Regions from separate parts of the Oryctolagus cuniculus genome. Here regions 1 and 3 are each linked to region 2. The links are chromatin contacts, called in public Hi-C maps. All regions are on one chromosome and are shown on one strand. Each heading gives the region's core, a stretch centred on a gene start, on an enhancer-like site or on the middle of the called end of the contact. The rest is flanking DNA. Distances are from core to core; before and after follow the strand shown.

Region 1 (2,700 bases), core at 22-2,521, 72 kb after region 2:
TAACTCAGAACTCAGGCCCCGTTAGGATCTTAAGCCCTCGCACAGAATCTGCAGGAACAGCCGCCGACGCCCCGCCTCCCGGCCCTCCCCAGTCTTACCACGCAGTCCGTGAGCGTGCCCCATTGCTCAAAATGGCTCCTCAGGCTCTCATCGGTCGTCTCAAAGCTCAGCCCTCCGATGAAGAGCTTCCGCAGCTGCTCGGGCTCCTTGGGCGACTGGGCGGGAGAGCAAAATTGGTTTTTCTCTTGTAAATTCGGGCTACCACACGACCCCGTTTCCACGCGGGGGGTGGGGAACACAACTCGGCCCCCACAAAGGCGGCACTTTTTGTTCGCTCCGGTCCAAAGCGGGCCACGTGCTCCCCCTCATCAGGGGAGGCGGCCCGTTGGGGGCTGGGGAGCCTCCAGCGCATGCGCCGCTCCGCTCCCTCCAGACGCACGCGCGCAACAAAAGGTCCGCGCGGGAGGGGGACATCGCCGTGAGGGGCATCAAGGCTTTTTTAAAACCCGCTCGCCGGGACAAAATTGAACCTAAATCGCCATATGGCTAACGATTTTGCCCCGACGCCGACCCCGGAGTGATTATCGAGGGGCTAGCGGCCCGCAACCTCATGGCGACGACGAGGACAAAATGGCGACTTGAACTTTGGGAGGGGTAGGCCTTGGCCGCGACCGAGCAAACTGCCGAAAAGGTTGCTGCGGGCAAAGAAACCGCCCCTACTGGACTCGAAGAGGGAGACGAGGGGGAGAACTACGTTAGAAAAGGGGAGCTCCTCACCTCTGACTTCGACATGACGGCGGTGGGAAGAGAGAACTCGACGATGCTTCCTCGGCGGCGTCCGCAAGCAGAAAGGAGTAAGCCAACGAACGTATCCGCCAGCCTACCTTCGGCCTCGCTTTTTTATCCCGCCTCCTCGCTTTCGACATTGGCAGACTCCACCCCTGCCTCGCTCTGATTGGACATTTGAAATCGCTTCCCTCTACTATTGGTGTATGGCGCCGCACTGCTGCGTACGTCACCGTTAGGGCGTTCTGCGCAGTCTCCACCCCTCGGACCCCATTGGTCCTCGAGCAATCTTATTCTTAGCCAGCCTGATTGGCTAACTGAACAATCATTCATTTTTGAACGTACTTCGCCTGTCTAAACGTTTTTTTTTCATTCTACTAGTCCAAATTATATATCCTATTTGTTTGGTAAAGCATTATTAACACCAAGCAGCAGAAAAGTAGTTAGATGTGACGGTTTTTTTCAACAACCGCCTGTTGAGCGCATGTGTAGTAAAATGGCGATCTTGCGCATGCGCATTATAGAGTTCCGCTCGCCGCTTGAAACACGTGAAATGGCGGGCGGGAGAAGGCGGTTAACCTACGGCGCCTGCGTAGTGGCGGGAGTTGCGCGCTGCTTTGCGCAGGCGTTGTGGGCGGAGAAAGGGTCCGGGCCCAGGATTGGTTGCGCAGGCGCAGGGAAGGATCCGTTTTGGCGGGCGGTTGGCGTTGCGCAGAAGGCAGCAGCAGCGGTGGCTTGTGGTGCGGCCTCAGCACAGAGGAACGGGGCAGACGTTAGGGTGTGTGATCACTCTCGATCCCGGGTAAGTGGCAGAGAGTCTTGTCTACCTGTACAAGGCCTTGGACCGGCTCCAGTTGGGCCCGTTATTGTGTGAAATGAATGGACCGTGGGGTGGGGGGATAGTCAAGGGGCAGCGGTGGGTTGGGCCAACCAATAGAAGAACAGGGGGCGGGATATTCCATCCCTGTAGGTTGTGTGGAGCTGTGCCGCCGAGGCGTTTGACTGGCGCGTGTCTAGGCCAATTGGGTCTACCTCGAGCTGCCGACTGATCGGCCTTTGGGCCATCGGAATGTGGGAGGCGGGTTTTCCCTTCCTGAGCAGCGTCCCGCCGAGCCAATGAGCGCGAAGCGCGCGGTAGGTTGGGCTTCTCCGAGGGGCCGTGGGTTTGACTCCAGCGGGGAAGGCGGGAGTTGGGCCCTCAAGTGGATGGACCAAATCTGGAGCCAGTAGGCGGGCGGCCCAAGGAAGCCTCTCGGACAGGTCGTCCAATAGGCTCTCCAGGACGGGGAGGTCTTCGATTTGGTGGGAAAGGGTGGGGAGGAAGGAGATTCAATGGTCGTGATGGCGTGCGGGGGTGGGTTTTTCCCCCCTACGACTTCTGCGAAGCCCCCCGCCCGGTGCACCTCTTTGGTAGCGGAAGCGTAAATTTGGTCCTGGGTGCTGCAGCTTGGCATCGCTCTCCACGTCGGGGCATCCCAGCATCCACCACATTGAGTTTGGGGGAAACCCGAGCAGGGCTTTCGATTTAGAGAACTTGTTTTAGGAAGACGGACTGAGTGTTAGCGAATGAGAGAAATCACTGTGTACTGTACGGCAAGGCGACCTCAGGATGCCTGTTTCTGCGGACACAAAGGTGTTCGTAGGCCCGCAGAAAAGTTTCAGAATCCTGCCCCTGTCCGGAGTGTGTTGCTTCTGCCGACGCCGGGGCCGAGGCAGGCTGGGTTTCCAATAGACCCGTGTTTAATCTTTACAGGGGTGACGATTTGTGATTAAAATAAAATAAAAAATGAAGTCAGTTTTGTGTGTGCGTTTCTGTTTATCATACTTCTCATCGCCCTTGTCTCTCTTCTCAGCTAGCTGCTCCGTGCTTTTGTCTTGGTCTTTTTCTCTGACTTTCCCTCCTGTACATATCTT
Region 2 (2,700 bases), core at 167-2,666:
CCACCAGGTGACGCTGGTTGTCTGTGTTTCCATTCTGCTTCCTGTCTGAGGACAGAAGGTGCTGGCAGGGCCGGGAGTCCAGAGACTCCGACCAGGGATCGGACACCCAGGGAGCCGCACCCTCCCCTTTCCTTCAGTGCTTAGGAAGAAAGTAGGATGGGGTGGGGCGCGGACGGGAGCAGGGTGGGCGGTGCTGGGGCTGGAATTTGAGTCATGCTGATGTGACCCTTGCTGTCCGTTTCAAGGCCCCAAGTCCAGGGTCTGGGAGAACAAAGTAAAATCTGGAGAGACCCAAACACGGGCAGAAATCACTCGACGGACAGATGGATATCGTCACATGCAACCCATTTCCAGGCCCAGGGAATGCCCACGGGCCGGCGCGTTCGCCCTCCACAAAACCCCAGCAGTCTACAAGGGCTCAAGCTGGGGCTCCCAAGGCAGCACCCCAGGAGCACTGCAGGGCACGGCCAGTTAGCTCTGTGGACCCCGGGGCGTGGGGGGGGGCCTGCATTGCATCTACACAAACGGCAGGCACTGTGCACTCCTAGCACACAAACGCCCAGTGCCAGGCTACGTGCTACCTCTGAGACACAATGAGAACATGGCATCTTCCCGAGGTGGGCCAGCTGGGGATGGTTTGTGGACAGTCTAACCTCAGGCACTGCCAGCCCACAAGTGTGTAAGCACTACAGAACAGCTGCCTTGTTAAATTTAGGATCAAGCGACAAGAAGGTCCCTGAAAGTCCTTTCTACCCTGGCTTTCTAAGATTCTGAAAGGGGGTGGTGGAGAGGATCCCGTTTCACATCCCTTGAGGGCACTTCAAAAGCTTCCTCAAGTAGAGAGGTGCAGCAATAGGGATTGAGGTTAGACTGCAGGGAGGACTTTCCCAGTTACCAGTCACCGGAAAAAAAAATAACGCAGGCCGCTGGAAAAGATGACTCAGAGGACACAAGCGGAAACAGTGCGGTCTGAGATGTCCGCGAGAAAGCAACCCCTCCCTCCGCACCCTCCATGGCGGCCCCACACTCTCGGTCTGGGCGATTGAGGGGAAGGGGCAGGAGAGTGGGTGCGCCCAGGGGCCCCGCGCCGGGTGACAGTCAGGGCCTGTCTCTTTGTCAGTCTCCCGCCCGAGCCTAGCGCTGCCTCGGTGACGCTATCTCCCCCGGCTTCTCTTTGTCCCTCTCCATCTGTCCGTCTCTCCTGCAGGCTGTCTTCAGCGCTCGCACCTCCGCGATCGCCTCTCCCGGACTAAGCGCCTCCTCTCGCTCGCCCTCCCCCACCCCCCCGCCCCCCCCCCCCGCCCCAGGCCCCCGCCCCGCGGCTCTCGCTCGCCCGCACGCTCTCTCTCTCCCGCTGTCTCTTACAGGCAGATTTATGGTCAGCCCAGGGCCTTTCATTGGCCAAGCGCTGACAGGACTTGATTTAACGCTGCCTCTCATTGGCTGATCTTGACAGGCCGATTTACGAGTCATTCTCCCATTGGCCAGGCCGCCGTGGCTCTGATTTATGGCTCGGGGTGGGGGGCGGCGGGGAGGGGGGCGCCGCTGGGGAGTGAGGAGGCCCCTCCCCTCTCCCTCTCCCGCGCTCTGGCTCCTCCCGCCCTCCCTCTACCTGTCCCGCGAGCCCCCTCCTCCCTTCCCTTTCATCCGCTGGGAGGGGGCACTGGGAGTCCCGTGGCGGTAGTGGTGGGAACCGGGGCGGAGGAGGGGGTTTGAGGGGTGCGGGGAGGGCAGAGGAGGCTGGAGGGCGAAGGGGGCCACAGGGTGACAGAAAAAAAAGGCTGGCTGAGGAGAGGCGCGAGGGAGCGAGGGCTGAGGAGAGAAGGGGCCCGTCTGAGGGCCGGGAGAGGAGGCTGAGGAGACGGCGCCCGGGCCCGAGCGGGCTTTGCGCGCCTCGCCGCCTCGCCGCCCCGCCGGAGTGGGAGAGGAGACGTGGCTGTCCAGACAATGGCTGTGCAAGGGGCAGAGACAAGAGGGAGAGAGGATGGTGGCGCACTGGGGTGTGTGGGGGGGAGCCCGACGCACCCCCCAGGGGACGGCGAGGACAGCGGCTCCCGCTCCCCCTCGCCTCGGGGACCCCTCGGCCCGCGCGTGGGCACGCGGCGAGCGCCTCCCCCAGGCCGCAGGCTGCAGCGCGCTCCCCGGCCCGGAGACCCCACTCCTCCCCTCGCTCACCTCCCCGTGAAATTTATGAGTTCAGAGTTGGCCTTCAGGAATTAGGAATATTTATGCTTGTTTGAGGGTGAGGTTTGGGAGGTGATAAATAAGGGAGCACTGGGGGGGGGGGATGTGTGCAGCTAGGGGGGGCTCCTGTTTTTAGCAGGGCCATTTTCCCAAAGCCCCCCACCCTCAGCCGGGGCAGGGAGCGCCGCGGGAGGCCAGGAAGGGGTTTCGGGTATCAGGAAGGGGGTGGACGGGCCCGGGAGGGCCCCTGGCAGGACCGCAGCGCTCTGCCGCAGAGCGGGGTGCAGGCGGCGAGGGGAGGAACTTTCCAGGCCTCCTGGCGTGGGTGCAGCCCCTGGAGTGCGCGGGGGCGGGTGCTGGAGACGAGGAGCAACCCGTCCCCCACCCACCCCCACCCCAAGCTCAGTGGCTGAGGATTTGGGAAGAGGAGCCAGGAAACTCAGAGGCAGGTTTCTCTGGCCTGTCACCTCCCTCGCCGCCCGCCCGCCAGCAGAGGAAGATGTGAAATCCCTGCAC
Region 3 (2,700 bases), core at 60-2,559, 110 kb after region 2:
CTGTTGCTGCGGTGATGTGACAGACTGGGACGATGAAGCTTTCGGTTTAAGTCAGCTGAGAAAACCCTCCTGAATGGTAATGTGATGGGGTGAGAGCCCGTGCCCCGTACCTCAAGTGGGCGGGAGTTTTTAATCTCCGTACTCCTTGCTCTCTGAAGGAATTAAAGGCCTAGATCAAGTGCTGGGTAATGGCCAGTTGCATGTACGTAACCTGATGGGCATCTAGAAGAAAGCAAGGTGGCCAGAAAACAGATTGGTCCCAGGAGTATTCAAGGACAGCAATTAGGGTGGACAGGAAAAGGACAAAGGCAGGCTGGAGCTCATGGATGTGGCTTTCTTCATTTGCGGCTAGAGAAAATGACAGTGCCCCCCCCCCCCCCGGTAGCCAGTGGGCATAAAAGCTGCAGAGATCTTATTTTTAAAGCCAAAAATCTTAGCACGTGGTCAAAGATCTTGGAAGTATTGGTACAGGCACATTGGTTGGCCCTGAGAAGCGTGGAACGCAGAGTCTCCATGGTTAGAAGTGTCATTAAAGACGTTCAACAAAATCTGATTATCTTTTCCAAGATAGCCCCAGTAGTCCCTTCGTTTCTCTTCATCCCACCTTTTTCTGCCCTCAGTGTATTAAATGATGACCCGAGTGCCACCCACACAAGCTTTGTTGTCCCCTGCCTACCCGCAGCTGATTCGTCAGGAACACAGGAAGCCAGAGGCTGATACTAAATCCAGCCTTCAGCACACAGGAGACCAGATGCGTGCGGGAGCCTCCGTCAGCACTGCAGAGCTGGCCTTACCCTGCGAGAACTGCCTCTCTGCGGAGCTGGTGGCTGCAGGTGGACCGCTCTTTCAGTGCCTAGGGTCTCCAGTCCTCAAGAGACTTCTCCTGTGGTAGGCCTCTTTCACAGCGTCTTTCTAAAAACCCTGCTCTGCATTAGCGGTCTCTCTTCCCAGTAGAGTCCCCCTGGGACAGAAGCACCCGTTCTGAAACTGGGGGCAGCTGTGTTTTCTCCTTTTGCAAACTGCAGTCCAATTTTGGGCCACTCTAGGAGCCTCGGGACGTGTGCTCCTCCTGCCGTCAGGAGTCTGGATGGTCTTGGCAGTCCCCGAGGCAGAGCTGCACGATGCTGCCTGTTGTCCATCGAGGTTGCTGCTGTCGCCACAGCTCAGGCCGTTACTCTGCCTTTGCCACTGGGCAGAGTTTGGAAGATTTTTATCTGAAGCTTTTGCTGGCTCTCTGGGCCTAGCTCACTCCAGAGATGCTGGGAAGTCAAAGGAATCTGTGTTTGGCCCAGGGAGCAGTTGTGTCTGCCTGCCCTTAGGGTTCAAATTCAAGGGCTTCTAAGACTGTTTTGCAATGGCACGAGTGCCTCATTTGAAATGAGGAAACTTACAAATGAGGTTAAAGAGGAAGTTCATTTGGGTCTGTGACCCCATGCAGCCTTCTGGCTTAGATGTCTAGAGTGAAAGCCAGTCCCGAGGTCCCTGCTGTCGTAACCAGCCCAGCACGTGTGCCTGTGGCAAGGAAAGGCCTGAGTCAGTGTGTGCAGCTTCGTGATGGCTTCACTACTGACCATAACATTTGTTCTCTTTTTTTAAAAAAAAAAGTGGCTTGCAAAAATGAGAAATGTTACCAGCCTTATAGACAGAAGCAGGTGCCCTGAATTGGGTGTTCTTTCTACCCAGTTTGTGTGGAGACGTTCGAATCCTAGCCCTATTCATGTACATCAGCAGTGGGGTTACTCAGCAAACATTTGGGCAGGGGATACAGAGTTCAAAAAGACCGTGGCTGCCTTCAGCAGAGTTTCTGTGCTGGTGCGGGGTGCACTGGCCAGCCAAATGCTGGCGTGAATGCTGCACGTGGGTGCGTGGACCCACGTCTGTGGGGACGGAGACAGCCGGCTGCTGTGTGTGTGGCTTCTGGCCCTAGAGGAGAAGAGTGACATTAATTGGTGGCTACTCAGAAGAGACCTGTGACCTTGGATGAAAGCCAGCTGGCCATAGAAACAACAAGACTCGTTATATTCCAGAAAATAAATATAGCTGAGGATTAGTTAGAAATGCCATTACTACTGGGAGAGAACCACCGAGCAGGAGTTAACAGCCCGTGTCCCTGGTGCGGACTCTGCCGAAGTGCTGAGCGGTGGAGTTGGTCATGGCTTAGGGCAAGTGCGAACCATGCTGTGGGTCGGCTCTGGACACGGCGGGTTCTGCAGCGGCATTTGTGCCCTGTAGACATTCCATCAGAGGCGCTCGCCCCTTCTGGAGACGTGAGCGTGAGGCTGACTAGAAGTCTGAAACGGGCGTGCTTTGCTGTGCGTGACCAGAATCGCCCTAGAAGACTGCCTGGACCCCCGTGTTGACGCCCCATTCGTCTCCCTGTGGCCAGTGCAGTTTTGTTCAGTGTTGCAGGAGTGTGGTTTCTAAGCAGGGACTTGGGTCCGTTGCGTAGGAACCTCTCCCCGAAATACTCATCCCCCTGCGGTCTCCGGTGTCCCCAGTCTCCCGCGGTCTGGGGAGGAGTCTCCTGGTGAGGAAGTACGTGGGGGTCAGTCAGGAAGGTTCCCGGTCCCCGCCCCCATGACCACACACAGGTGGGGGGTCTGTGCCCGGGTGACAAAGCTGACCAGGTTTTGGGTGGCAGGGCCCCAGGAGTGAGAGTACCTGTTCTGGAAGGTTACTGAAGCGCGGAGTTCTTTGGCA

What was found. Hi-C and Micro-C count contacts between places; a contact is called where the count stands out from the background.
Region 1: a Hi-C map of an unstated tissue shows a contact between it and region 2, with 1.8 times the contacts expected there. The contact joins the promoter of CBX5 here to the enhancer-like site in region 2. A contact is called at or near these places in 4 of 6 Hi-C or Micro-C datasets (embryonic fibroblasts, psoas muscle, skin fibroblasts and 1 more).
Region 3: a contact with region 2 is called in a Hi-C map of embryonic fibroblasts, with 2.0 times the contacts expected there. The contact joins two enhancer-like sites. A contact is called at or near these places in 5 of 6 Hi-C or Micro-C datasets (ear pinna, embryonic fibroblasts, psoas muscle and 2 more).

The regions. Positions count from the first base shown.
Region 1 is chr11:57,215,448-57,218,147 of mOryCun1.1, reverse strand. CBX5 (chromobox 5) reads left to right here and starts at 1,271. Exons shown (of 5, transcript XM_008256569.4): 1 at 1,271-1,588. The coding sequence starts at 1,271. It overlaps HNRNPA1 (heterogeneous nuclear ribonucleoprotein A1), which reads right to left and starts at 918. Exons shown (of 11, transcript XR_011380076.1): 1 at 778-918; 2 at 99-215.
Region 2 is chr11:57,287,762-57,290,461 of mOryCun1.1, reverse strand. No RefSeq gene overlaps it. Among named protein-coding and RNA genes, the nearest start is that of GPR84, 7.9 kb to the left of the region's middle. Within about 2 kb of position 1,416, at least 8 of the 8 cell types and tissues checked have an H3K27ac peak or open chromatin away from gene starts, as enhancers often do.
Region 3 is chr11:57,178,045-57,180,744 of mOryCun1.1, reverse strand. CBX5 (chromobox 5) reads left to right here. Exons shown (of 5, transcript XM_008256569.4): 5 at 1-2,700. Among named protein-coding and RNA genes, the nearest start is that of TRNAK-CUU, 16 kb to the right of the region's middle. Within about 2 kb of position 1,309, at least 2 of the 8 cell types and tissues checked have an H3K27ac peak or open chromatin away from gene starts, as enhancers often do.